Regions from separate parts of the Mus musculus genome. Here regions 1, 2, 3, 5 and 6 are each linked to region 4. Evidence: chromatin contacts called from public HiChIP or PLAC-seq and promoter capture Hi-C data. All regions are on one chromosome and are shown on one strand. Each heading gives the region's core, a stretch centred on a gene start, on an enhancer-like site or on the middle of the called end of the contact. The rest is flanking DNA. Distances are from core to core; before and after follow the strand shown. Region 1 holds the start of Shank3 (SH3 and multiple ankyrin repeat domains 3). Region 2 holds the start of C230037L18Rik (RIKEN cDNA C230037L18 gene). Region 3 holds the start of C730034F03Rik (a long non-coding RNA gene). Region 4 holds the start of Brd1 (bromodomain containing 1). Region 5 holds the start of Rabl2 (RAB, member RAS oncogene family-like 2). Region 6 holds the start of Sco2 (SCO2 cytochrome c oxidase assembly protein).

What was found. Promoter capture Hi-C pulls out the DNA fragments that hold promoters and counts their contacts. HiChIP or PLAC-seq counts read pairs in DNA pulled down with a chosen protein or histone mark.
Region 1: a promoter capture Hi-C map of hematopoietic stem and progenitor cells shows a contact between it and region 4. The contact joins the promoter of Shank3 here to the promoter of Brd1 in region 4. A contact is called at or near these places in 2 of 39 promoter capture datasets (hematopoietic stem and progenitor cells and liver) and 2 of 115 datasets of contacts at active chromatin or transcription factors (bone marrow-derived macrophages and pancreatic cancer cells).
Region 2: an H3K27ac HiChIP or PLAC-seq map of microglia shows a contact between it and region 4, with 6 times the contacts expected there. The contact joins the promoter of C230037L18Rik here to the promoter of Brd1 in region 4. A contact is called at or near these places in 4 of 39 promoter capture datasets (the C10 cell line, liver and pre-B cells), 1 of 484 Hi-C or Micro-C datasets (CD4 T cells), 4 of 115 datasets of contacts at active chromatin or transcription factors (bone marrow-derived macrophages, hepatocytes, microglia and 1 more) and 2 of 9 other capture datasets (adipose tissue and liver).
Region 3: a promoter capture Hi-C map of pre-B cells shows a contact between it and region 4. The contact joins the promoter of C730034F03Rik here to the promoter of Brd1 in region 4. A contact is called at or near these places in 10 of 39 promoter capture datasets (the 3T3-L1 cell line, the C10 cell line, the HPC-7 cell line and 5 more), 1 of 484 Hi-C or Micro-C datasets (B cells), 8 of 115 datasets of contacts at active chromatin or transcription factors (bone marrow-derived macrophages, double positive thymocytes, embryonic stem cells and 4 more) and 3 of 9 other capture datasets (adipose tissue, liver and macrophages).
Region 5: an HNF4G HiChIP or PLAC-seq map of pancreatic cancer cells shows a contact between it and region 4. The contact joins the promoter of Rabl2 here to the promoter of Brd1 in region 4. A contact is called at or near these places in 2 of 39 promoter capture datasets (the HPC-7 cell line and liver) and 1 of 115 datasets of contacts at active chromatin or transcription factors (pancreatic cancer cells).
Region 6: a contact with region 4 is called in a promoter capture Hi-C map of liver. The contact joins the promoter of Sco2 here to the promoter of Brd1 in region 4. A contact is called at or near these places in 13 of 39 promoter capture datasets (the 3T3-L1 cell line, the C10 cell line, the HPC-7 cell line and 7 more), 1 of 15 datasets of contacts at CTCF or cohesin (large pre-B cells), 3 of 484 Hi-C or Micro-C datasets (CD8 T cells, Sertoli cells and embryonic stem cells), 8 of 115 datasets of contacts at active chromatin or transcription factors (the SCID.adh cell line, bone marrow-derived macrophages, embryonic stem cells and 4 more) and 2 of 9 other capture datasets (adipose tissue and pancreatic islet).

Annotation. Positions count from the first base shown.
Region 1 is chr15:89,497,825-89,502,459 of GRCm38.p6, forward strand. Shank3 (SH3 and multiple ankyrin repeat domains 3) reads left to right here and starts at 1,784. Exons shown (of 22, transcript NM_021423.4): 1 at 1,784-2,095; 2 at 2,391-2,594; 3 at 3,580-3,651. The coding sequence starts at 1,808.
Region 2 is chr15:89,474,849-89,479,443 of GRCm38.p6, forward strand. It overlaps C230037L18Rik (RIKEN cDNA C230037L18 gene), which reads left to right and starts at 1,404. Exons shown (of 5, transcript NR_077233.1): 1 at 1,404-1,437; 2 at 2,411-2,571; 3 at 2,694-2,799; 4 at 3,022-3,161. Arsa (arylsulfatase A) reads right to left here and starts at 2,576. Exons shown (of 9, transcript NM_009713.4): 1 at 2,302-2,576; 2 at 660-1,807; 3 at 274-514; 4 at 1-157. The coding sequence starts at 874.
Region 3 is chr15:89,427,202-89,431,318 of GRCm38.p6, forward strand. It overlaps C730034F03Rik (a long non-coding RNA gene), which reads left to right and starts at 2,814. Exons shown (of 4, transcript XR_875570.1): 1 at 2,814-2,898. It overlaps Chkb (choline kinase beta), which reads right to left and starts at 2,726. Exons shown (of 11, transcript NM_007692.6): 1 at 2,176-2,726; 2 at 1,848-1,956; 3 at 1,513-1,626; 4 at 1,210-1,343; 5 at 933-1,028; 6 at 756-814; 7 at 591-672; 8 at 360-468; 9 at 123-226. The coding sequence starts at 2,399. It overlaps Gm44502 (predicted readthrough transcript (NMD candidate), 44502), which reads right to left and starts at 2,726. Exons shown (of 27, transcript NR_004843.2): 1 at 2,176-2,726; 2 at 1,848-1,956; 3 at 1,210-1,626; 4 at 933-1,028; 5 at 756-814; 6 at 591-672; 7 at 360-468; 8 at 123-226.
Region 4 is chr15:88,731,353-88,735,545 of GRCm38.p6, forward strand. Brd1 (bromodomain containing 1) reads right to left here and starts at 2,867. Exons shown (of 13, transcript NM_001033274.3): 1 at 2,577-2,867. Gm41377 (a long non-coding RNA gene) reads left to right here and starts at 2,769. Exons shown (of 3, transcript XR_875560.2): 1 at 2,769-4,193.
Region 5 is chr15:89,589,293-89,593,345 of GRCm38.p6, forward strand. It overlaps Rabl2 (RAB, member RAS oncogene family-like 2), which reads right to left and starts at 2,631. Exons shown (of 9, transcript NM_026817.3): 1 at 2,528-2,631; 2 at 981-1,134. The coding sequence starts at 1,087.
Region 6 is chr15:89,370,981-89,375,503 of GRCm38.p6, forward strand. It overlaps Sco2 (SCO2 cytochrome c oxidase assembly protein), which reads right to left and starts at 2,911. Exons shown (of 3, transcript NM_001111288.2): 1 at 2,703-2,911; 2 at 2,443-2,622; 3 at 650-1,485. The coding sequence starts at 1,469. The coding sequence ends at 702. It overlaps Ncaph2 (non-SMC condensin II complex, subunit H2), which reads left to right. Exons shown (of 20, transcript NM_001115132.2): 18 at 1-13; 19 at 114-263; 20 at 331-1,870. The coding sequence ends at 471. It overlaps Tymp (thymidine phosphorylase), which reads right to left. Exons shown (of 11, transcript NM_138302.2): 4 at 4,522-4,523; 5 at 4,016-4,145; 6 at 3,777-3,895; 7 at 3,271-3,433; 8 at 2,952-3,182; 9 at 2,703-2,843; 10 at 2,443-2,622; 11 at 651-1,485. The coding sequence ends at 2,465.

The sequences.
Region 1 (4,635 bases), core at 534-3,033, 770 kb after region 4:
CCTCTCTGGGTTGGAACACAGGAAACCCAGCCCCGAGCTTCCCAAGGTGCTTCCTGGAGATAAGGGAGACTCTTTCCTCTCCTGCTCCTCTGACATCCTGCCCTAAGCCCTAGGGTACCCTAAGTTGCACCACTCAGGCACACCTTGGGAGGGGCTTGGAGGTCAGAGCCTACTGGGGCTTCACTTCCCCAAGCACGGAGGGGTCCACCCAGGCTTGAGGGTAGCAGGGAACAGACGTACAGAGGCACTGGAGACTCAGCTCTGCCGGGTAAGCGGGTTTTTTAAGGGAGGTTCTTTAGGGAGAAGGCTCTCCCTCAAGGGGTAGGGATGTGGGAGTGAGCCAGGTGGTCCATGGAGGACAATGCTGTGTGGTTGCGATTGGTCAGAGAGCCCTATATGGAGTCATGAAACATTTTGGGAAAGTGGAGGATCCGTGGGGGAGTGCAGGCTGTTCTGGGGGGGGGCAGTCTAAGCCAATCACTGTTCTGTGTGGGGTGAGGGCATTTCTGAGGTGACCCAGGTGGTCAGGGGGTGGGATCTGGGGAGGCTCTATCGTGTATAGGACCAGGGTAGTCCAGGGTTATTCCTGGGATGCGCAGGAATAGCCAGTTTTGTGGGCGATCCAGGGTTGCTCACGGAGAAGGTAGGAGAGGCTGTGGCTAAGGGGATGCTTTCTGCCACTGGCAGAGTTCCCGGCCAGGCTGCTCCACAAAAGCTGTCCAGTTTGTGCCGCCACCGATGAGTGGCTCTCTGGGGCCTTTAGGGGGTGAGGTGTAAGTCTAGGTATGCGGGAGAGTGCAGTGGAAGGCAGTAGACACTACCGAGTAGGGCAATTCATCCATTCAGGGGCTACACCTTTCTGGGCCTTGGGAGCTAGGCCCCCGTGCGTTGGGCACTTCCGAGGCAGCGCCGGGCTAAGGCTGGCACGCCACGCGGGCGGCGCCTGAGTTGGTTCACTCGCAGCGCTCCCCTCCCCGCCCACTCGTCACCCCCTCCCGCGTTGCCACGACAACGTGTGAAACTAAAATTCAGTTCCCCGCCGCAGGTGGAGACTAGTGGCGCCCCCTCCCCTAAGCCTTTCCTCGTAGGTCGCGCCCCCAGCCTGCTGTCGCTAAGGTGACGGGGAGGGGGCGACCAGCTGCAAGGTTGGGCTACCCAAGGTGCGGGAGGCCCGCAGAGTCCGGACAGACTCCCCAAACTCGGTTGTGGTGGGGGCCGAGAGGAACACCCTGGGCGCGGTTAGAAGGGTTGGTCTGGGGGGAGCTCCCGTGGACTGCAGCTCCGCCCTGCTCGCGCCTGGGGTTTGCAGCCCTCCGACTCCCACCCAGCACCGTGCTCGGGTGACCCCACCACCTCCTTGGGGTCTGGAGTGGGGTCGGCAGACTGGGGAGATTTCCACCCCGGGTCACCAATTTTCCTGCTTGTCTCTCCCTCTCAGTCGGCCTGTGGGTCCTCTTGCCCCGACGCGTTCCCCACCCAGCTCTAGAACCCTCCGTCACCCCAGTACGGTGGTCTGCGACGCTCGCCTGCAGCGGAAGCGCGGCGTGCCATCCCCCCGCTGTGTCAGCCACTCCCCCTCGACAGCCAACCCCCCCCCTCTTCGGCGCGGGCCCCCGGCCCCCGCCCTCTGCACCACACGCCCACGCCGCCCCGACCCCGCGGGGGACCCCAGTTTCCCGGCCCCGGGCTTCCCATCCCCGCCTCCGGCGCGGCCCCCTCCCCGCCTCCGCTCCGCTCCGGGCTCGGGCCCCCTCCCCCCGCCGCCCCCGCCCCCGGGGAAGGCAGGCGCCGCTCGAAGCCGGGGCCGATGCAGCTAAACCGTGCCGCCGTCGCCGCCGCCGCTGCGCCTGCGGAGCCCCCGGAGCCGCTGTCCCCCGCGCTGGCCCCGGCCCCGGCCCCCCCCGGCCCCCTCCCGCGTAGCGCGGTCGGCGGGGCTCTTGCGGGGGGTCAGGGGGGGCCAGGGCGCCGCGCGGAGTCCCCGTGCGCTCCTCTCTCCGCCGGGAACAGTCCGGGCCCGGGCGCTAGCACCGGGATGGACGGCCCCGGGGCCAGCGCCGTGGTCGTGCGCGTCGGCATCCCGGACCTGCAACAAACGGTGAGCCTTTGCGATCTCGCCGTACCCCTGTGTGGCCCGCTAGCGGTGACCCCCGCCGGGCGCGCCCTGCGCCAGGACCCCCGGCCGTGGCCACTCGCCCCTCCCCCGCCGCCTCCGCGGGACCCTCCCCATCGCCGGGGCGGGGCCCTGGAAGCCCAGCCCCGGGGCGGGGCCTCGGCCTCTGCGCGGTGGCGCGGGGTCCCTGCTCTCGCTCCCCAACTAGCCCTCCAAAGCGGGGCCCGGGGCGCGGGGCCCTGCGCCCGCAGGTCCGGGCTCACGACTCGCTCCGCTGCAGAAGTGCCTGCGTCTGGACCCAACCGCGCCCGTGTGGGCCGCCAAGCAGCGTGTGCTCTGCGCCCTCAATCATAGCCTTCAAGACGCGCTCAACTACGGGCTATTCCAGCCTCCCTCCCGGGGTCGCGCCGGCAAGTTCCTGGATGAAGAGCGGCTCTTACAGGACTACCCGCCTAACCTGGACACGCCCCTGCCCTATCTGGAGGTGCTGGGCCGACTGGGGTGGGGGTGGAATGGAGCGCTCAGGGTGTGATCTTTGAGCTCCGTGGCTGGAGCAGTAGAAGGGCAGGCCGGGAGGAGTTGGCGACAGGCGCGGTGGGGGGCTGTGTGCAGCCTGAGCAGTGTGCTGAGAGACCGAGGTGGGTACACCTCGAGTGCAGTGGGCAGGGTGAAGTGCAAGCTGCCTGTGTGGTAAGTGGTGTGTTGCAGCTTAAGCATGGAGAAACAGTGTGAGCGCCGTGTGTAGAGCGCTTGCAGCGAGCAATCTGGACAGCACACAATGAGCACATGCATGCCACACATGCACTGCACTCGGGGCGTGTGTGTGGTGCGAGCGGTTTAAGAGTGAGTGCGTTAGGGGTCATGTGGTGCGAACAGTGTCACTTGTGTGCACATTTGCCTCCTCTTGCCACTCACTCCCATGTCTTCTGAGGTTAGCCCAAAATAATATTAACACCATTTGTGACATATAAAGGTGATTTGAGTGCCATTCCATAGGGACGGAGACCTAGTCTCAATAGGAAGGGCTCGTCCTGTGTGTGTGTGTGTGTGTGTGTGTGTGTATACACCAAGGTCAAAGTTGGTCTGACCCTCATGGAATTTCCACCAGGAATTGGGTTATTTCTACTTGGAGTGGAAGTGTCTAGGAGAAGCTTAGTTTCAGATCTTGGGAGAGCAGTAGAGTTTTCCAGGTCCCAGTGGTGGAAATGAAGCTGACTTGAGCTGTGGGCCCACCAGGCCATTAGTTGGCCAAGTACTTCTCTGGACTGCCCATCGTTTCTGGGTAGTAGGTGGTCAGTAGCTGTCACTTCATTTCTGTCCACTCTGTACGTGTGTGTCTGGGACTTGCATGGCTGTGCGGGAGTGACACTGTGGGCAGGAGGGAGGCAAGCAGCCCGAGGTGGTAGCCACCTCTTGCTCACATGGGCCTGTGTGGTAGTCTTCTCCCCACCTTTTCTTTATCTGAGCAGTTCCGATACAAGCGGAGAGTTTATGCCCAGAACCTCATAGATGACAAGCAGTTTGCAAAGCTACACACAAAGGTAAGGAGGCAGTCCCTGGAGGGGACTCCCCATGGCCACTGACTGTCCCCATGCTGGCTTGACCCAGCCTGCTTTTCCCCCCAAGTTGATTTCAGGGCCTGAGCTGGAGCTGGGCATGCTGGGTGGGCACAGGCTCCATGCCCATGGCTGGTCCAGTGATAGGTTGCAGCTTAATCAGATATTGGCTGGTGTAGGGGTGAGAGCCTTGTTAGAAGCTTGGGGGCTGGGGGGGGGGCAGGGCAGGGAAGCCAATAAGCATCCAATGTGTTGGCTCTGAGAGGGCAAGAAGTTCTCTATATAAGGAACACAAAATTAGGTAGCTCATGAATTCTCTTCCAGGAGGGATTTGCTACACATTTTACAGGTGAGGCAGAGGGCTTGAGTCACCTGCTGTGACTGCCCGGTGAAGCTGGCTCAGATCTGTCTGACTAGGTAGGCCCTGTGGCCTGGGTACACTTAACCTGTATAGTGTCTTTGCATCTGGGACCTACTCCCAGATATAGAGTATAGGGCCTGACTCTATTCACTTTCTTTTTGAGGGGGTACTAAACCCCTCCTGGGTGTCCAGGGGGCAAGGTGGGTGTCACAGCCCCTTTCCAACTCCCCCAGTTCTGTGGATCAATGGGAATTTGTTCATGGGATACTTTCTTGATGGGCTCTGGAGTATAGGGAAAGGTCTTTGTGACCCCATCTGTGGTCCTAGATCCTTACGCTTACTTGAAAGACTTTCCTGCTGCCCCAGGACAGGTGACAGTCAATGGCCATGGCTCTATGCTGGGTAGAGACCATGTCAGAGAGGTCTTTGTCTCTCCCTCCACCAGCCCTTGTGTGACCCTGGCACCCTGGGTTCTCCAGCTCTTTTCTCAGGTGCCCGTAAGACATGAGAGCCACTTGCCTTTCAGAAAGTCATTTGGTTTTAGGATGGACCTGGACTTCTGACTGCAGCCCTGTCCCCTGGCTTGCCTGGGGTCCGGCTATCCCTAG
Region 2 (4,595 bases), core at 154-2,653, 740 kb after region 4:
GGGAGAAAGACACATACCGGGCCTCCAGTCCAGGCAGCCAAGGGGGCTGGGCCTCCACTGTCAGGTTGGCCAGTAGTGGGATGGGAACAAGGCCTTGGTCACAGCCACCTTTGCAGGGGATGTCTGGTGGGAAGCACGTTAGGTTCTGACAGGGACCCTGGGGAGAGCAGAGAGCGGTTAGTGTGAGGGAGGACTGGCTACGGGTTAGGGTACAGTTGGTATGCGGGCTTGGGTGTGTGTTGGGGGGCAGCAGAGGGTCCGGCTGGTTTGTACCTGGTCATGGGAATATGGGATGCCCAGGAATCGGTGGAAGCCCTGATGCGGGGGCAGGAAGGCCCCCTCTGGCCCCACTCCAAGATGCCACTTGCCAGCCATCCCTGTAAGGTAGCCTCGAGCAGCCAGGACTTCGGCTAAAGTCACCTCCTCCAAGGGCAAGCCCCCTTGGGAACTGGGCCCCAGAACTCCAGGGTACATGCCTGATCGAACTGGGAGCCGGCCAGTCAGGAGGGCGGCCCTGTAGTACAAACCACAGAATCCATTATCTGCGAGTCCCACAGAGATGAACCCAGAGAGAAGAGGGAGAATGGTGGACATACCCACAGAGAGACAGAAATGGGATGAGCCAGGGGAGAGGGGAGGGGCAAAGGTCCCTCACTCACCGAGATGGCGTGCACAGAGACACAGGCACATAGAAATCTGTGAACCGTAGTCCACCTTCAGCCAACTGATCCAGGTTAGGGGTGGTAGAACTGGGGTGCCCATAGGAGCCGAGGTCCCCATAGCCCAGGTCATCCGCAAAGATCAGCAGGATGTTAGGTGGGCTGGCAGTGCTCAGGCCTGCAGCCAATGCCAAAAAGAGGGTCCCCAGGGCCATGACAGAGATACAGATGGGCCTGTGTCCTCAGTCCCTTGGTAGGGAAGGCAGAGCGATTCCAGCAGGCTCGTTCCTTGAGCGCCCAGGCCAGCCCCTACCTGAGGCCCCAGTCCCGAGCCCTCCTCCTCCCCTGAGCCGCCAGACCCAAATAATCCTTCTGTCTGTAGGTCCACTCTCTGAAGCTCCAGCGAATCTGTCAGAACTCGGAAGGGGGTGGCCTGGGGTGTAACTCCACAGAGCCCCTAAAGGACCAGGGCTTCATTAACGTCACGAGCGGGGATCTGACCCTGTTCACCCAGAGGTGCCAGCACAGGCTTGGGATCAGGAGCAGAAGTCACTTCACATTGACCCGGGAGGCTCCAGCGCCATGGGACAAGGGCGGTTCGAAATTGAGGAGGAACTGGTGGTAGACAGCGTCGATCTCAGGCAGTCTCGGATACGCCCGCGGTCACGTGACAATTGGCTGACCCAGAAGGGGCGGGCTCTGGGACTGGGCGGTACAGAGTCGGGGCTAGGTGGAGCTGGGACCGGGCGAGGCGGAGCTGGGGAGCCGAGCCAAGCGGGTTTGTGTGCCTATGGGAACCTTCCGGGTGGGGCTGCTGCGGACCTGGGACCGGGGCGGGATAGGGTGAGGCTGGAGATTGCTCGCGTGCTCCCGATCCTTATCTGCGCCGGTTGGGGTGTCCCGTGCTGGGCTTGGTAACCTTACGTTCTTTGCTCCTGCGCGCTAGGCTCAGGACTGCCTAGCAGTGCAGCACTACAGCTATCTGGCTCTCCTGCTGTGTCGCTCTTAAATGCGTGTCTGGAGTTCCTCTGGCGAATGGTGGGCTGTTTGTCTCATTTCCTCTGATGAGATACTTGAGGGATCCTTGTTGAAAAAACATCAGCATCCCCCTTCTGACTGAGCAAAGAGGCAAAAACCATGGAGTCTGACTGCAACAAACCAGGAAGACAAATCTGATTGGCTGCTGGCTTTTTGCTCACAACCACCTTTGGTGAATTTTGTGAAACACAATGTATCAAATTATTTAAAAAAATCCTTTCCCTTCTACACGCGTAACTGGTGTTTAAGGTTGAGTGTGTGTGTGTGTGTGTGTGTGTGTGTGTGTGTGTGTGTATCTGTGGTGTTAGAGCTGGGATGTGTGTCTGTGAGTCTGGTGTTTGAGAAGGGTTGCTGGGTTCCTGTGTGGTATAGCTTAGGGCACATTAGTATTGAACTAATGGGAAGACAACATGACTTGTTTCTAACTCTTCATTTATACATTATTGAATATAACCTTTTTTTCTTATCAGTTTTAACTGTTAAGGGAGACTAACAGATATATCCCTCAGAGGGTGGAAGGGTGGGTTCTTAGTGTACTTTAACATCTAAAGGTCCCTGTGGTAACTGGACTTCCCAGATCTCCCCGCCCCCAAAAGCCCCTGACCTGAGTCACTTTTCCGGAGCAAGTCTCTTCCAGGGTATTTCCTTGCAGGTGGCTGTTCCTAGGGAAGTCATTTGTCCAGATTCTTGGCTTTGATTCCTCTCCAAGACAGAGTGGCACTCTAAGACCTCTGGCGTCAAGATGGTCACGACCTGCGCACCCAGGAAGGAAGACGCTGGAGCCAGGGGGGAGATAAACAGGGTTCTGGAAGGGCCTCCCGACTACAGTAGCGGATCAGACTCAGGATCACCCAGTGGTCTAACACAGGCTCAGGTCAGGAGCAGACAACACGTGACACTGAGTTGAAGGTGCCCTCTGGCAAGCAGAATGAGGGTGGTTCAGAATGACGAGTAAACTGGTCATTGATTTATTGATTTTTTTTTTTTTCACTGAAGCCTGGCTCTCTGGGCATCTGGAATTCTCCCGATGAAATCTGCAAGAAACTGCAGGAGGAAAGTTCGAAACTGCAGAGACCCCAGAGATGGCACAGGAAGGAGCTGGGTCTGACTGAGGCTACTGCACACCTCATGTGAAGTGGGGGGTGGCTGGGGGCGGGGGGGGGGGAGCAATCTTCAGTTAGTGGCTCTCTTAGTGTCACATTCCAGCACGGTTTCTGGACTTGTGCACGGGTGGGGGTTGCCGGTAGTCCTTCTATTTAGAGTCAGGACAGAAAGCTCTTCTGTGGCCCAGAAATCTTTGAAACTGTATTTGGATCTCTCCCAGCTGGTGGCCACTGTGAATTGTAATTTGAAAGGAATCAACCAGAAGCACTTTCTTTCCGTTGCTAGCTGGGGAACTACCCCAGGACCTGCGCATTATTCTCTGGAGAGCCCGAGTGGGGTTGCGATGTTATGCAAATCGAGGTACGTTTCCCCTGGGTTCTTGGGGGACTCAGGTGTGTGTACACGTGAAGGTTGCTTGGGCTCAGCTCTGACCTAGAGCTGTGGAAAACTTGGAAAGAGGTATCTGCCTGCCGCCAGCTCTGTTCAAAGCTGAGCACTGAAGGCCAACCTGTCTTTAGAGATGTGAACTCTCTCCCACCCCCACCCCCCCTTTTTTTTCCCACAGAGCCCCAATTGGAAGTAGCCTGCTAGGGTTGGTTCAGGAAGTGGCTTCAGATGATGCCTGGGGCCTTGCTAATTTTGGACAAACACCCACAGTTGAGAAAGGAGCCTTGCCTTGGGAGGCAGGTCTCTTATTTCTGTACCTTGCTTGCAAAGGGATAGGAGAGGCCTCTGCATGGGGGTAAGATGGGGTGATTGAGTTGCAACAGTGGCCTGAGTAGAGTACTGTGGCTGTTCTTGCATCAGTTTATGTGGGGACCTAGGACGTATCAGGCCTCCACCTTCCCTACCCTACTGCCTCTCATCATGGTTATGTATAGGCGTTGAGATGTACAGTGCTGATCAGGACCAACAGGGTAGTTCTAACAGAAGAGCAAATATCTTAGGCAAAAACAGACCTGATGGAGTCCTACCTGGTTGACCATGTGGGGTTTGGGGGTCTGCTGAAGGCAAGTTTTCAGTTGAGTTATGATCAGGGGCCAGGCTTTGTCATAATCTCTAAAGGAAGGGGAACCCTGAGACACCCCTTCACACATATGCTCAGAGGAAGAAGAGTTACGGTCAGATGACACAACAATAACCTCTGGTCATCAGCTGACCTGTGAATGACATCTTGCTGGGCAGATAACGAGTTTCCACATGCAAGACCTACTATGATTGTAGTTTATAGCATTATAGGAAAATGAAAATAGGGCTAGAGAGATGGCTCAGTGGTTAACAGCACTGACTGCTCTTCCAGAGGTCCTGAGTTCAAATCCCAGCAACCACGTGGTGTCTCACAACTGTCCATAATGAAATCTGATGCCCTTTTCTGATGTGTCTGAAGACAGTTACAGTGTACTTACTTATAATAGTAATAATAATAATAATAATAATAATAATGTCTTTAAAAAAAGAAAAATGAAAATAATTGTAAGCATTTTATTAGGAGTGCTGGTTCTTCTACAACAAAGTTCTTTCCCAGTGCTTTCAAAGAACTAAAGGGCTGGCAAGGTGGCTCAGCCGATAAGAGCACTCTTCCGAAGGTCCTGAGTTCAAATCCCAGCAACCACATGGTGGCTCACAAACCACCCGTAATGAGATCTGACGCCCTCTTCTGGTGTGTCTGAAGACAGCTACAGTGTACTTAGGTATAATAATAAATAAATCTTAAAAAGAACTAAAAAAGGCATTCTGTTCCCTCCGCCAGGCTCCACAGTAACTTCGATGAACATTAGACCTGGTAGTAATGGC
Region 3 (4,117 bases), core at 1,564-4,063, 700 kb after region 4:
GGCCTTGAACTCAGAAATCCGCCTGCCTCTGCCTCCCAAGTGCTGGAATTAAGCACCACCACTGCCTGGCCTCCTTTTTTCTTCTGAAGGGTTTTCCCCTCCCCTTTCCCCTCCTTTCTCACCGACTGATCTCTAGCAGCAATTCTTCTTCCCGTTTCTTCTGTTCCTCTTCGGAGAGGATCTCACCCTTCTGAACCTCTGCCAGATAATGGCGAATAAAATGGAGCTGAGATCAATGGACAAGAGTCAGGGACTGGGGAGATTGGAATATCACCCTCTGTAGCCTTTATTCCTCTTTTCGAATGAAACAGAACAGGAAGCCAGAAGGCTTTTCTCTTCCCAACCTCCAGACTATATACCTGCTGTTCTCTAGTGGGGTAGTCCGTGGGTCTTGCTTTGTAGAAAGGCCATTCTTCATAAGTATAATCATAAACCCACTCACAAAAATGATTCCCAATGTCAAAGCCCCTGGGAGGATAGAGCAAACATTCAGTCCATGGGCAGCGGGGCTGTGGAGGTGAAGGGCCTGGCCTGTTTTGCCAGGACCCTGTAGGAACAGGACCCACAGGAGGCAGTCCTCCCACACTTACCTGTAGTTATAACTACTGTACTCAAAATCAACCAACATGAGGTTATCATCACTGTCTGGCTCTGAAAGCAACAAGATGTTTCCTAGGGGAATGGGGATTTTGGTCACTTCAGGGCATGCTGCCCTCTTTCGGCGTGGGCTCAAAGACTCACATACATTCTCCTACCTTCCTGGATGTCATTGTGGCAGAAGACCACTGGTGACGGGGTATCGTCTAGTAACTTCCTGTAGAGGTAGAGAGGCGTAGGCTATAAGGCCTTGTGACTAGCCCTCAACAAATCCTGGAGAGGACACTGATAAATGCCAGTGCCACCCACCCGCCCACTATGTCATCCGCCTTCACCTGAGGCTGTTCATCTCGTCCTTGAGGCTGTACATCTCTACCAGGTTCATCTGGGGAAGGCTGGTGGAAGGCAAGTCCTGGATCTGCTTCAGGTACCTGGAAGCCGCCCAAACGGGAAACATTCTGTCTATCTCTCCCCACCCCCTTCTATCGACTCTTCAGGCCAAATTGTCCTGTCACTGGGCTTTGGCTGGGAAACAGAGTCCATGATACTGGGGTATCTATCCACTCAACTAGAGGTTCAGTTTTAGATGCACGGATCCCAAACTGGACTCACCGCTCCATGGTCCCAAACAACCATCGGGGCTCCTTAGTGAAGGGCATCTCCATACCATGGAAACGGGCCATCCTCGTTGCAATGGCTCCCGACAACACTGGGTCCCGGAGCTCTTGAGTTTTCAACGGCCGGCTCTGTACCCAGTAACCTATCAGGGTGGTGAGGGGGCTGGGGCGGGAGGGGGAAGGGATACGGGATGGGAGGAGATCAAGGTCTTAGGGAAATTTCCCTACCTGGGATGTGAAGGCAGACTTTGGGAAGGGTAAAGACTTGGGGTAAAAACAACAAAAACTGGGCTCTTACTGGGAGGTACTGTTCCAAGCGGCCCTCTGGAAACACTCCGTAAAGCTGGGGCCCTAGAGACCGCTCTGCGAGAATGGCGAACATCACGCTTTCTAATACCAAGGAGTCTACACCCTGATAAAAGATGTATGGCAAAGGGGCTCATGTCAGAAAAAGCCAGAGGTACGTGGGTACTGGCCCAAATCGGCTTCATCTACAATAGCTTGGACTTCTGCTCTTACTGACTGAGAATTCTTGAGCTTCAGCATATTCAGCTACACAAATAAGACACCACTTTCTGCACCACTTGCTCCAGATGTCCGAACTCCCAAGTTACGATCCTTCTTTTCCCTCACCTGCAGGATGGCCCCGTAGAGTCGTAGCAGCACCTCCCGGGGCTCCCCGCCCACACTGGGTACGTGGTTCGGTAGTGAGCATCGGAAGAGCAGGTTGCTGAGGCCTCCGCTGCAGATCCACACAGGTCAGGCTCAGCAAGGGTCGTCCCCCCGATTGGTGGGACCCACTCTAGACACCCTTCCCGAGAGGACCTCCCAAGTCCCGAAGGGGGACCCCGCCCCCCAGCACAGCAGGCTGCAGACCTGCCCCCACCCCCCACCCCCCCGCGTAGCACTGACGGCGACCGAACTGGGAGTGTCCCCAGGGTCCCCAGGGCTGACCCCTGACCTCACGGGACAAACGCTCAGCTCCTCCGGCCGCGCTCGGCGCCAGGCCCCGCCCAGGTACTCCCGGCACCACTGATAGGCTCGGCGCTGCGCGTCACGGGACAGCGAGGAAGCGCGCCGCCGATTGGGGATTGGCTCTGGGCACTTAGCATCCTGCAAACCGTCCTTGGGCAGGCCGCCGCCGACAGCCCCTCCTCCGACTACCCCTGTCCCGTCTGCCGCCATGACGTGGGCTCCGTTAGGTTTAACGCCTGCCGGTGCTCAGCGAGCCTCAGGTGAGGTTGGCTCCTTCCGGGTAGGCTCGGTTCCGCTTCCCGGAAGCCGCAGAGTCTCTGGGCGTCCTCGGCTCTTCGCGACTGCCTTCGGCTTTCTTGGTGGCTCCAGTCCTGGGACCGTTTCCAAGCCAGATGCGATTCTCAGGGCTGCGGCGCTCAAAGGCAAAGAGGGACGGCAGCTTTCCCTGAGTGGGGCGCGCTCGGGCCACGCCCGATCCGCCTATCAGTCTCTGCAAAAACAAGTTACTGCGTGGACTGTGTCCGGAACCAAGGAAGTGACGTAGGCCAATCCCGAGCGCCGTGGGCGGTTGGACAGTAGCTCCGCAAAGCTTACGAGCCAGGCTCTGGCCAATGAATGGACGATGGTAGTTTGCGGCTCCTTTATAACAGCTGCTGTGTGAGACACTCTACTAGGGAGTAGATTAGCCGAGCCTGTGGTGACAGTTGGGGTAAGTGAATGGAAGAATGAAAACGTAGGTTCTAACGATTCCCCTTTCCACAAGGCAGCAGGTGTATATGTGATGCTGGAAGGCGTAATAAGAATCAGTCCGGCGTGTCCAGCGCTGCATAGACCGCATGAGCGCCATTAATGTGACCCAACACAATAACTTAAAGTATTTTTCTTTCTCGAGAGAGTGTGTCTCTCTCCTGTTAAATATCGGGAAGAGGGAGACGTTAATGGTCAGCTTAGAAAGGAAGCTTACACAATCCATAATTCATCTGAAGGATGAGGTTTATTAGAATGAAAGGGCCTCAAAGCTACGAGTTTCGGTGTAGGGGAGGGAGAATTGAACATGAGACCTTAGAGTTAAGAAAAGACTTTCCTTTAAAGTCTAGGGATGGGGCTGAAGAGGTGGCTAAGCGGTTAAGAGCACTGATCCCTCTTCCAGAGGTCCTGAGTTCAATTCCCGCCAACCATGTGGTGGCTCACAACAGTCTGTATGTAATGGGATCCGATGCCCTCTTCTGGTGTGTCTGAAAATAGCCACAGTGTACTCATACACATAAAAAATAAATAATTCTTTTTTAGAAAGCCTAGGGAGTGGGGGCTGGCGAGATGGCTCAGTGGTTAAGAGCACTGACTGTTCTTCCGAAGGTCCTGAGTTCAAATCCCAGCAACCACATGATGGCTCACAACCACCCGTAATGAGATCTGACGCCCTCTTCTGGTGCGTCTGAAGACAGCTACAGTGTACTTACATATAATAAATAAATCTTAAAAAAAAAAAAAGGGAAGAGAGTTCATTGTGCGGGTGCGGGGTGTGTGTGTGTGTGTGTGTGTGTGTGTGTGTGTATAAGAACGCGGGGGAAGCATTCAGGAAACTGAAATCGGTGGTTAATTACCTGTGAATCTGAGGACAGTCTAGTCTATATACTGGGTTCCAGGCCAGCCAGGCTACATAGTGAGAGAAGAAAGGTGGTAAGAGAATTAATGGGGTGGCAGCAGAGGAGCCAATCAGAGAGCAGCCTTAAGAGCAATCTGTGAAGCAGACAGCTGAGGTGTTTCCAGACCGATCTCCTAAAAAAAAAAGAGAGAGAGAAAATTGACTTCAAAACAAAATTTTTTAGAATTGTCAAAACCATGAGCAGTTTTCCTACATGGCCCACTGAGAGCTGGAGAGAGGCATCCCCTGCTCCAGGCTGTGGGAGCTGGCTTAAAGATGTAGG
Region 4 (4,193 bases), core at 1,617-4,116:
AGGACACCTCAGCAGTGACCACCTTGGAAACTGCCGTGGGCACCACCAGCCTTTCCCTCTCATTAGGCCAGGACCTGGGTATGCTAAGCCACATACTCTTCAAGCAAACCTAGCAGTGGGCAAGATAATCAAGGGCCATCTCTGCTCTCTTCCTGACACACCTGAAAATGCTCAGTTCTTGCTCCCAAGAAAGGACAGGTTCCCTCAAACCACAGCCTGCAGTGGCCTCCCCGCCACCCTTTATCTCTGGCTCACACGCCTGAAAACTTCAATGCAGAGATTTGCTCATTTCCAGGATGGACAAAACCAGGGCGCCAAGAGCCTATATTCGCATTCCTTGTAGTGGACTCTGACATGCCGTGGTATCTATGGACCTTATGAGCAGACAAGCCCACTCAGAACCACTGGGCAAGCAGAATGAGCACATGGAGCATCAAGTGCCAGGAGCACTCGCTCGCGCCCCTCCAGCTCAACAAACCTATTTTACTGACAAGAAGTAGAGTTAGACTGACTCCCAAATATACCAAGTTGAAATATCAGGATAGTCCAGAGGAAGGGCGAGAGAGAGAGAGAGAGAGAGAGAGAGAGAGAGAGAGAGAACGCGCGCACCAGAGCCTGAACTCACAACTCATAGTTATCTTACTAGTCTTTGGGAAAAGCCCTCAAAGAGCAGACTTCATGTTTTAAGTCCCAAAAGGAAATCTCTACAATGCATTTTTAAAGACAGACTTTACAAGCTGCAGAAAGCCACATTCTATACTATCTCTCTATGAACAAGAAGAATATGAAGACACTGTAGTCAGCCAGACCCCAATGCACCTGCTTCTGAGGCACTTCCAGGTGCCTACTCAACACTGGATTCTCAGGAAACTGTCAAAGCAACCCTAGCCTGCCCTAGGCCTCTAGTGGCATCCCTAAGTCGAGATAGGTGCAAATCCAGGTGTCAGCACCATATCCTTCCCAAAAAGAACCACGGGCAGAAGCAACAGCTCCCAGATTAAAGACAAACATGTAATTTTCTCCTCTCCAGTAAAGTACTGTAGCCAGCCTGTCAAATCCCACATTCTTCTAGTGAGCACTGAAGGACTGTCTTTAAACCACTTTTCTACAAGAACTGAACCTAATACTTAATGGCCACAGCTACTCTGTAATTTGAAAAGGTAGTTGTGACCAGGGGAAAGCGGACATGTAACAGTACTGCCCGGCACAGTGACCAACAATCTCATCTACTTCCTCATTTTCATATACCCAGCACTTTACCCCTCTGGCTCTATGCAGGAACAAGCATCTCTCCACGGAGGAATCAGCAAAGGCAACAAGCATGCTTCTCCAGAAATCACTGGGCTAAACGCATCCTAAAAAGCTTTGCCGGCAAAACGAGGGGAAAGACTCCATGCTCAAAATCAGCTCCGTTCATTTCCGGCCCGGTTTGCGGACAAGCCATTTAAACTCTTCCTAGCTTCCACCCCTCACCGTAAAAGCACACAGGAAAGAGACACACCTTACTCTAAGGTGACCATCCGGAGAGAAAAACACAGACTCAGGACAGTGCACGCGACCCAACAAGTGATAAAACAGTAACTAAGTAATAGGGAAATTCTGTAACTACTTGTTACCAGATGACAGATACTCTAAAACAGTCGCAGCTGGGTGAAGTGAATGTCCTCCATGAAGGGGGGCCGTTTCCTAGGTGTGTGTAAGTGTGTCACAACTGCAGGGCACCATGAGGAGCTGCGTTTTCTGCAAATTAAGCGCACAGGAAAGTTGCTTCTCTCCTAAAGGCCCAAGAAAGCCGCGCACGCGCGCTCGTTTCTCGGCGTTTCCTGCACTCATCCACGGAGTTGTGGCGGAGCTGCGGGCTTGCTCCGGAGATACCAGGCCCCGCTCCACTTAGGAAATCTTCCGAGCCCGTCCCTCTTCAAGGGAGTTTCCTGTCTTGGCAAAATAGATCGGACCGATCTGTTACATAATGCGACCCGCTCCGCACCGCCAAGGCTACGGGCGAGGACGTGGGCAGACGCCACGAGACCCCAGGCCTTCCGCCTCCTCCGCTGTCCGACGCCCGGCCCCTCGGCCGCCCCAGCCGCCCAGACAGCCGAGCTGCCCAGAGCCCGCCCGCCCGGCCCGGCGGCCTCCCCGCCTACTGAGCCCTGCCGATCGCTCCATTCTCTTGGCCGCGCCTCCCGCGCCGCGGCGGCCTCCTTCTACTCCTCTGTCTCCCCGACCCCGCCGCGGCCTCCGTGTCCCTCTCCGCCCCCACCCGGCTGCGGCCTCCGCCTCCGCGATCTCGCCGCGGCCTCGCCTCCCGAACCCGGCCTCTTGGGCGAGCCGCCGGCACCGATCTCCGGCGTCCCCGGCCGCGCCGGCTCACGGCGGCGCACGTCCGCCCGGCCTTCTCGGTCCCTCCGGCTCCCGCGCCCGCCAGGCCTCACGGCCTCGGGGCCTCGCCGCCCCGACTCTCCGGCCTCCCCGCCCGCGGACAATGCGGAGCCGCCGCTGCCGCCTCCAAACATGGCGCCTGCACCTCCGCCCCGGCCGGCGAGGCGGGCGGCGAACGGCGACCGTCAGACACTCACCTTCGGGGGCGCCGCGGCCGCGGGAGCCCGGCGGGCGGGCGGGCGCGGAGGCCGGCGCGGCCGAGGCGGCGCTAATGGCGCCGCGGCTCCTCCGCCAACGGCCGCGCAGCCGTGCCCCGCCGGGCTCCGGGGCGCGCTCGGCCAGCGGCTCCGGGCCCGCAGGGCGCCGCGGCTCGGGCGGGGTCGGCGGCGCCGGCACGGCCGGCTGAGGCCGGCTCGGGGCCCGGCCGGGCGGAGGACGCGGACGCGGAGCTGCTCGGACGCCTGCCGAGGCGCTGCTCGCTCCCCAGCGAAGCAAACAATGCGGCGAGCGCTCCGCCCGGCGCGCTGCGTGCGAGACGCGCCCCGCCCGCCGCCGCCACGACGCGCGCCGCGCCAAGCCGGGATAAGGGGGCGGGGCGGGACGCGAAGGAGAGAGTGGGGTGACCAGGAAGGGTGTTAGGGTGGGGATCCGGATGGGGGAGGAGTGCTACAAAAGTGGGGTGACTAGGAGGAGAATTCTGGGGGAGACAGGCTAGGGTTCCTGAGGATGAAGGACTGCTGCTGTAAGAGAAGGGTAACCAGATGAATGGTGTTTACTATGGGGTCAATGGCACTGAGTAGAGCAAGAATGCTGACCCTAGAGAGCCAGGTGGAGTTTCCTGAGAGTGCTTGCTTTCCAAGGGAGTGGTATTTTGAGAGAATCAAGAGATGCATCCTAAGGGGGGGAAGTGGGGTTCTGATAGTGTCTGGTGACCAGCGTGGTTCACGGAGGATGAGTTAGGAGGGAATGGAAATGAGGGCCGTGATGGAGGGGATCACCAAACAAGGGTGGATTTATTTGAGGAATAAATGGCTAGGACTGGGGAACCCTAAGGTGGCACTAGAAAGGCATTAACAAGGGCACGAGGTCAGTGGTTGGGTAGAGGAGGGTATGGAAAGGACTTGAGGATGACTAGTGACTGGGACAAGTAGTAGCAATCTCAAACTATGGGCAGCCAGGTCTGGGGGCATGCCTCCAACTCAGGCTTTCCTCTTCTTTTCTTTCTTTCTGTCTGTCTGTCTACCTTTCTTACTTACTTTGGTGGTGGTGGTTTGATTGTTTGGTTGCCTGATTTTTGGTTTTGTTGTTTTGAGACAGACTCTCACTATGTAATTCTGACTGTAACTCACTATGTAGTCAGAGATCGGCCTCCCTAAAGGCATGGCCCACCACCCATGACTTAGGCCTTCCTCTTATAAGCATTGTACTCATAGAAGTATTTAAGCATTGACATCCCTACCAAGGAGCTGGTAACACTTACAGCAGTGGTTCTCAACAGTCCTATTGCTGCTGATCAATGCTGTGATGGCCTCCAGCCATCAAATTCTTTCACTTCTACTTTATAACTATAATTTTCAATACTGTTATGAATGTAAATATCTGATATGCAGGACCAAAAGGGTTGTGACCCACAGGCTGAGAACCTCTGCTGTAAAAGGCTTGAAGATTTTGAAATCAGGGCCCTTTGGGTTGGTGCTTAGGGACACTGGTCTTACTCTCCAGCTTGTTCCGTCTACTTTGTCCTTAGTTTAAAAGTTAGTGGCTTCTAGAGAATTTTCATTATGAGACTCATCTGTAAGTATTTTGAAATGGGG
Region 5 (4,053 bases), core at 1,381-3,880, 860 kb after region 4:
AGCTGCTTAGATTTTAGGCTAGTGCTGACTTAGGCCTTCCCTGGGCTTCTCGCCAGTCCAGATTTCCCTAAAGGTCTATCAATTATTAAGCCAACAACTGGTCTCCCCTTGCCTGACACTTCTGTTCTCTGGGTAATCTTCCAAATCCTTACTTTCATTGCATGGGATCTCACTGAGGTTAGAGCAACTGTAAGACACCACAGCTGAGCTTCCATGGGAGGTGGAGAAACGAATGTCTGTTCGGAAGCTTGCCCCAAACTAGCAAGACCCCTAGAAACCATTCATGGCTCTGTGAGTCTGACGTAGAATGTGAGGTGACCTGCGGACTTGAGGGATGGGAGACGAAAGTGGACATTTACGTAGGAGCAACTCTCCCCTCATCCTTTGAAGGCAGAGATGAGTGTGTATCCTCAGCACCGCACCCTGAGTGGGTGAGAGGCAGGTGCCTGATGGAGAGAAGCCAAAAGAGTGCAGATCTCCAGGTGGGGAGTTCTATACCTGCACAGGCAGGCTCTGTGCAGAATAATCCAGTCATTTACACCATTGCAGTCAGTTATCGTTCAACCTCGGGGTGGGGGTGGGGGGTGTCTCTCCAAGGAAGCATCTTTCCTGCCTTTATTCTACCTGTCCTGTTCCTTTCCCCATCCCCACTGCCCTGTTCCAGTAACCCCCCAACCTCACAGAGGCAGTAATATCGCAGTTGCCACCCCTCTACTATACCAGTAATTTCCAGGGCAATCCACCCAACAGCTCTTGTGAGGACTCAGAAGGCTCCCTGATTTCTGTCCCTTCGACTCTCTCTCATTTCCTCCTGAACACAGTTACTGACATTTCTGCCCATGCACACCTGGTCTCCCATCATGGTGCCCCCCTCACCAGCTCACAGAAACCACATACACTCTCTCCATCTCTGGAGGACCTTTCTCATCCACCCAGGGCCGCTCTGGGGTCGTTTGCTCTTCCCTGATTTTCTGACGTACTTGGACTTGCCCACCGCACTGTCCCCCAGGCAGATGATCTTCACGTTCTCATGGGTGTCGTACTTCTCCTGCTCCAGCTCACAGTGCCTGTTTCTGTCCCCTGCCATCGGCTCTTGTTGGCAGACGACTGCCAGCCCCGGGGTCTCGTCACCGTCTGGGAAAGCCGACAAGAGTTCGCCGTTAAGAGGTGAGAACTCCCCTCAACTAAATCTAGTTTCTTCTTCTTCCTGAGCAGCTGATGAGAGAGAACCCACATCCTGACAACTTGGCCACCATGCGCTGAGCCTGGGAGCTCTATCTCTGTCTCTGGAGTCTCCTGACATTTCTCATTGCAGAGGTGTCTGGGTCACACCTCTCTCCCTACCTTCTGTACTAGATTTACAAGTTCAGCATATATACATTTTCTATATACATATTTTTACTTGTAAAAACACAAGCAACAAACATCAACAGAGTGCCCAAGTCACATGGAAATCTGATATTTCGCAAAAACAGGCAGACATTAACTGTACAATCTATGATGCCTGACCCATTCATGACCACTTTCCTTCTCTGTCCCATTGCTGCCATCAGCATCACAGTCCCTTCACCTTGGTAATTCCTCAAAACTTTTATTTATTTATTTTTATTTTGCGGGTGTCCTTTTTAAACCTCTAGTGGCTTTCAGCCTTCCTAATGCTGCAACTAGTGGCTCATGTGGTGGTGACTCCCTCAACCATAATATTATTCCAGTTGCTACTTCATAACTGTAGTGATGAAAATATCTGTATTTTTCTGATGGTTTTAGGTGTGCCCTGTAAAGAGTGGATCATTAGACTCCCAAAAGGGTCACACAAGTTGAGAACTACTGCTCTGTAATTTTACCCAATTCCTAAATGTAGATGATACAAACAATACCATGTCAAGACTTTGTCCTGCACTGCCTAAACTCAGATATTTAACTGCTCATCAGTTTTGTAAACAGGAGACTAGGGCATATAGGAACGTTACACGTTAAACATAAACAGTAAACTAGTTCTATGCACACTTCTCATATTTCCACAAGTATAAGACGTGACTACTATCCAGTGTCAACACCAGTGCGTAACATCATCTCTAGCCCGGTCCACTCGTTTCATATTCAAATCCGATTCGACAAACACTGCTTCGAATGTACGAATGTACAATAATCCAGATTCTTCGCCAGCTGGACGCACGGCATTCACACTACAGCCTGACTGGGAGTGGTCCGTTCGAAAGCCAAACCCCGACTATCGACTCACAATGGAAGCCCTCAGTGACTGTCAGTGTCTTCGCGATTTACGAGGGCTTTCTTTCGTGGGACAAACGTTTTTTAGGCGCCCACCAGGCCTAACCCCTCATCTCCTTATAAAGGACCCGCGATCTGCGGTCGGCTCTCGGCTGGGTCTCCGCCTTCCCTCCGCCCCACCTCTCGGGCGGGTTCCCCAGGCACTTTCGGCTTCGCGGAGGCTTAGAGGGACCCGGAACACCGCAGATGCGCTCGCCCACCACAGCCCCTGGGCCGCCAAGGCAGCCAGCCGCCTTACCCGTTTACAGATGACTGCAGTCCCGCAGCAGCTCGGCCGCGTCTCTGCCGCTGCTACGCGACCGCACCAGGACCCCGAGCTGGGCTGTCCGGCAATGGCCCGAAGGACCTCAGCGAGGCGCGGGCTGGCTAGCGCAGTGCCTGTCTGTCTGGCACCTTCCAGGATGCGCATCTGTTCTACTGACCCGGGGATGACAGAGCGGATGCTCTGGCATACTGGTCTGCGGTGGGAGTGGGAACCGCAGGTTGGAGAGGCATATGGCCAGCAACAGGTTGCTGCAGTATGTGATGCCTTGTTTCTCGACACACCCCCCCTTAATTTATTTATTCACTTTCCATACCGGTAGCTGCCTCTCCCACCCGACTCCCCCTCACACAGTCCCTTCCCCCATCTCTTCCTTTTCTCAGAGAGTAGAGCCCCTGCACCCCTTCCCCGACCTTGGGTGTTCTCTCACCTTGGCACACTAAGTCTCTGCAGGGCTAGGTGCATCCTTTCCCACTGAGGCCAGATAAGGCAGCCCACCCAGCTAGAGGAATTCCACAGACGGGCAACAGCTTTAGGGGTAGCCCCCTCCCCACTCCAGTTGCTGGGGGACCCACATGAAGACTGAGCTTCACACCTACTGTGTGTGTGTGTGTGTGTGTGTGTGTGTTGTGTGTCCAACCGTGTATGCCCTTTGGTTGGCGGTTCAGTTTCTGAGAACCCTCAAGGGTCCAGGTTATTTGACTCTGTCAGTCTTCCTGTGGAGTTCATATACCCCCCCCCCCCGGGGGGGGGCCCTCAATCATTCCCCCAGCTCTTCCATAAGAGCCCCTGAGCTCTGACTTTCTTAATCTCTCTCTATATATGGAGGGGCAACTAGGGAAAAGCCCCCCTCCCCCCAGCCCTTGGGCTGGAGTAGTTTAGGGTAGGGGCAGGGGATGCTAGCCCTACCCTCTAACAGGTAGAGACTGGGCATGCTGGGAGAACCCAGGTCTGCATTGATATGTTAAATAGGCGCCTCAGTTAGCCAATTGCTTGAGACCTAATAGCAAAGATCAAAAATTATTTCACAATAAAAACTGTAATGTATCCGTGGTGTCTCTTGGGAGCCTTCGCTTTATGGACTCTTGGGGATTTACCTCAGCTTTACAACATGCTCCTGCTGCAGTGCCATAGAGAGTCTAGAACACTGCCTGAAATATTCTAGGTTCAAAGCTATTGTGCTCAGTGATGGATGAGTTCCAACACTGTGTGTGTGTGTGTGTGTGTGTGTGTGTGTGTGTGTGTGTTGGAGGTGGGAGTTCCTCACCTCAGGCTTCATGGATGTTGTTGTTGTTATTATTATTATTATTGTATATTCTCCTACCAGCATTTCAAACAGTATTTATCTAATTAGTATATCTTTGGATTATATCATGTTAAAATACTTGGTTTTTAGAAATTGGTGTTTTGAGTTGTTGAGTTTTGTTTTTCTTAAAAAAAAAAAAGGACTAAATAAATTTTGGCTTGGGATGAGGACAAAATTTCCAACAAGTTTTGAGATC
Region 6 (4,523 bases), core at 1,661-4,160, 640 kb after region 4:
GCTCCAGGAGCAGGTGAGGCGTGCTATTGGGGACTAGAGCCTCCTCCCACCAGCCCGGGGTTTGCCCAGACCTGTCTCTCCACTTGAAGCTAACATGTCCTTTCCCTCTGCAGGAGCAGCATGTGCCCTTTGATATCCATATCTACGGGGACCAGTTGGCTTCACGGTTCCCCCAGCTCAATGAATGGTGTCCCTTTTCAGAGCTTGTAGCAGGGCAGCCTGCTTTTGAGGTGTGCCGCTCCATGCTGGCCTCCTTGCAACTGGTAAGTGGCCTGGGACACAAGGGATGGGGCAGCGGCCCTGGACTCTACTGACACCTTGTTTCCACAGGCTAATGACTACACAGTGGAGATCACTCAGCAGCCAGGACTGGAGGCAGCTGTGGACACAATGTCTCTGAGACTGCTCACACACCAGCGAGCCCACACCCGCTTCCAGACCTATGCTGCACCATCCATGGCCCAGCCTTGAGTGGACAGCACTGAGGCAGGGGTGGAAAGTAGTATATACCTGGAGGTCTTTGCCCCTAATGTGCTATGGGGCCATTCACTCCAGTGCTGCCTCCTGGCTGGCCTAGCCTAATAAAGTGTTGCTACCCCACCTGTTCACCGGACAGACTATTTAAATGAGCTGCTGGTACAGAGCACATGCACAGATTAAGTACATCCATTTAATGACAGGGCCTAGGCAATAGGTATAGTTCAGGGCAAGACACTGTGGAAGGCAGCTATGTGCCGACGTATACTCTCTACGATCTGCTCTGCTGACCTGCTGCGACCATAGTAATCGGTGAAAAGACCATCAGGGTTGAGCAGATAGATGGCAATGGAGTGGTCCACAATGTAGTCCTGGTCCTCATCCTTAGGCCCAGCGCTGTAGTATACGCGGTAGTTGCGACTAGCATGGGCCACCTGTTCTGTAGAACCGGTCAGACCTAACAGTCTTGGGTGGAATTCTTGCACATAGCGGGCCATGGCTGCCACGTCATCTCGTTCTGGGTCCACAGTGATGAAGACAGGCTGCACCAGGGGCAGGTCAGGCTCCGCCTCTAGCTTCCGCACCACCTGCACTAGCTTTTCCAGCTCATCGGGGCAAATATCAGGGCAGTGAGTAAAACCGAAGTACATCAGCACCCACTGGCCTCGGAAGTCGGCTTTGCATCGAGGCTGGCCTTTGTGGTCTAGTAGGCTGAAGTCACCCTGGCCCACAGCAGCCTGGCGCAGGGCCTCTGTACGCTGCTGTTGGCGCCACTGTTCCTTCTCAGCCCTCGCGGCCAGCCAGGCCCAGCCTAGCCCAGCCCCAAACAGGGCTGTGATCAGCAGTCTAGTTCTTAGCCCAGGGCCTTGGCGCTGGCCCTGCCCTGCCCAGTGTCGGGAATTTCTATGCAGAGTTTCACCTCCTGAGATCCTGAGGAGGGGTTTGAACTGAGAGAGCTTGGGCCAAGCTTTGGGCCCTAGAGCCAGTAGCATCGTGGACCTGAAGCTCCTGGAAAAGAACAAAGGTGGCAAAAGTCAGAAAAGAATGGACAAGATGTCTAGGCCTCCGCTGCTGGACAAGCATCTGCCCCACATTCAAGCAGGTTATCTAGCTGCCTGCACCGGCTCGTCTCAACTCAGAACTGCTCTGCCGTAAGCTGCATGCAGTCCAGGCAACACCAAAAGTCCATAGCTGGTTTGCTCTAACCTACGTCTTTAACCAGGGAGTCTCAGCCTCATGACCCCAACCTCTGGAGAACCCACGCCACAACTGCCAAGCCTCCCTGTGGATTCTTGGAAGCACCGCGAATATGCTTTGCCTGGGCACTGGGATGCATGTGTCTATTTACAATAAATTGTTCTTTATAGGGAGGCTGTTGATCCTCTGGCTGACCACCTTTAAGAGGTGATCCTTTCTAGCTTTAGGGTCACTTCAGGGTAATCTGGGGCTCAGCAGAAAACAAGTGCCTCCAGCTTGTTTTCTGTAATGTAACACAGCTCAGCCCACTGTGCCTTGAACTGTCTGACCTTCACCTTCCTGGGCAGGCAGACTCCTCTGCACTTAACTGGATGCCGTACCCTGCCCCTCTGCAGTCCCTCAGCCCTGCCATCTCCCTTCATCCTCCCCCCCCCCCCTCTCCCCAGGGAAGGTTGTTACAACTAGCATTTAGAGCCACTGGCATCCAGCCTACTGGGCTCCCCCAGTATGTTGCCCCCGTGTGGCTACAACCTGGATCTCTTATGAGATGGAGGATACGTCCAGGGCACCATCAGCCCTGAGCTAGGACCAGTCCGAGAAGATGGGACTGGCAAATATTCCCAATATGTCCATTTTCTGGGCCTCAGAAGGTCTCTAGCTCATGTGATAAGCTAGATGAAGCAGTAGCAGCAGAGTATGAGGCCACATGTTAACAGCGTCCTCACCCAGTCCCACCCCTTGGGGGAGGACTTGCCCAACTGAACTCACCTGGCTGAGCTGGGTTCGAGACTTAGGGCTGTGCGATGGTCGGTGGGAGGACAAGTTCAGCGAAGGGTGAAGGGACCTTGAAGGGTGCTCGATCTGATAGCACGAGCGCCCCCTGGAGAGTGCGTCGCTGCTGACTGCTGAGCGCAGGGCCGTCTAGGTGCACGCGGAGCCAGGGTGTCCCTGCGCGAGCGACAGAGGCGGTTACCTAGGTCACAGCGGGCGACCGGAAGGGTTGTTTATGGATTCCAGACAGCGCTTACCTCGGGACAAACACTGGCCCACGTCGACCAGTACCTCGGCACCCACTCCCGGTCTGATCGGCTGCCCCGCTCGGCTGCGTCCGGCTCCGAGGTCGTGCAGCACACGGGCCAGCGGCAGCGCTCGGACGCACTCAACAATGCCTAAGGGAGAGGGTGGACACTGAGAACCTACTGGAGGCACGTGCCAGGACCAGGAAAGATCGGGAGAGGAAGTGGGTGGGATCTGGTGCCGTTGATATCCGGTCTCACCGTCTGCCGGTGCGAGCAGCTCCTCTTGCTCTCGGGCGTGAGGCAGCAGCTGCCGGCGTTGCGTGGGGCTCCCGGAGCACAATGCTTTAGCTAGGCCGGGGTCCACGCCCTGCGCCGAAAGCATCAGCTGGAAGCGGCGCCGCGCGGAGCCGTCATCCAACGCCGCGGCCACTCGGGCGGCGCCTTGGTCTTGTGTTTCCGCCTGTCCGCTAATCCAAAGAATGGCGCCTCCTGCTGGCGGGCGGGGTGGAGCTCAGAAGCTGCAGGGATTGAGAGCTCCTGGCATACAAACTGGTGGTCTTAACTCCAGCCCTCTCACCTAGCCTAATGACCAGGTCCCGCAGATCCGGCGGCCCCGCACCATCCAGGCAAAGCAACGCTTCTTCCACCTCCAGGGTATGGCCCACGCTGCGGCCCAGAGGGTTATCCATGGCGGTCAGGGCTGCGGCGACCTTCAGCCCCAGGCTCACTCCCACTCTAACCTGGGGAGGCATTATTCAGTATCCGGCATTATCAAATCCCATACCTGCTGTCCCTGGGTTAAGGTGTCAGTAAAGGCTTAGGTTAGAGATCAGAAACCAACACTGCCAGGCCTCAGAGGGGATGGGGGTGTTCTGGTTGGTTGCCCTAAGTGGCGGGGGTTCTGTGGAGGATTTCCCCAGGTCCGCAGTCAGGACAGCTTTGATTGGATAGGGTAGGAGGGCTGGAAAGAGGAATTGCCGTTTTATTCTTCCAGGACTGTTGAGTGGGCAGAGGCAGGGATAGGACGGAATGTGAGGCTCATGTCCCTTCATAGAAAGGGCACTGTGGCCTAGCACGGCTCACCAACATCTTTGCCAGTTCTCGGGCCTTCTCCTGGTCTGGGAAGACTGCAGCTCCCCCAAACTTAACATCTACCACCAGAGTGGACAGTCCCTCCACGGCCTTCTTACTGAGGATTGAAGCTGCGAAGACCAGAAACATCATCCCAGGGTATACTTGGGCACAGGAAGAGTTGCCTCTCTGAGAAAAGCGGCAGTGCCTAGCGGACTGTCTGTCAGTCAGGGTACCCCGTTTCAGGTCACCTGTAATGAGTGGGACACTGTCCACAGTGGCTGTCACATCTCGTGCAGCATACAGGATCCCATCAGCAGGAACCAGCTTTGCACTCTGGCCGACAATGCAGCAGCCGACTTCCTCAAGGATGTGCAGCATCTGCTCAGACACCTTCATTAACTTCTAGGGACGGACCCACCCACTGGCCCTGACCACTGACCCAACAGAAGTTCAAAACATGGCCAGCGAGAGTCAGTATGGTTCTGATGGCTAACCTACCAAGGATCCCGATTAGTTATGACAGACACATTAATGCGTACCAGCTAATCAGTGGCTTCTCCCTGTTCCCAAGTAACGATCCCGATCAAAGTTCTCTCGATGACTCCAGGCCTATTTACAACCAATGACCTTTTGAATAGTCAATGTTCTCTCTCATTAGTGACCCAGATAAATAACCTGTCCATTGATCATCCTGTGATTCGGGCCAGTGACTCCCTCAACCCAGATCATTGATCAGTTAGTGGCCCACCTGTACCT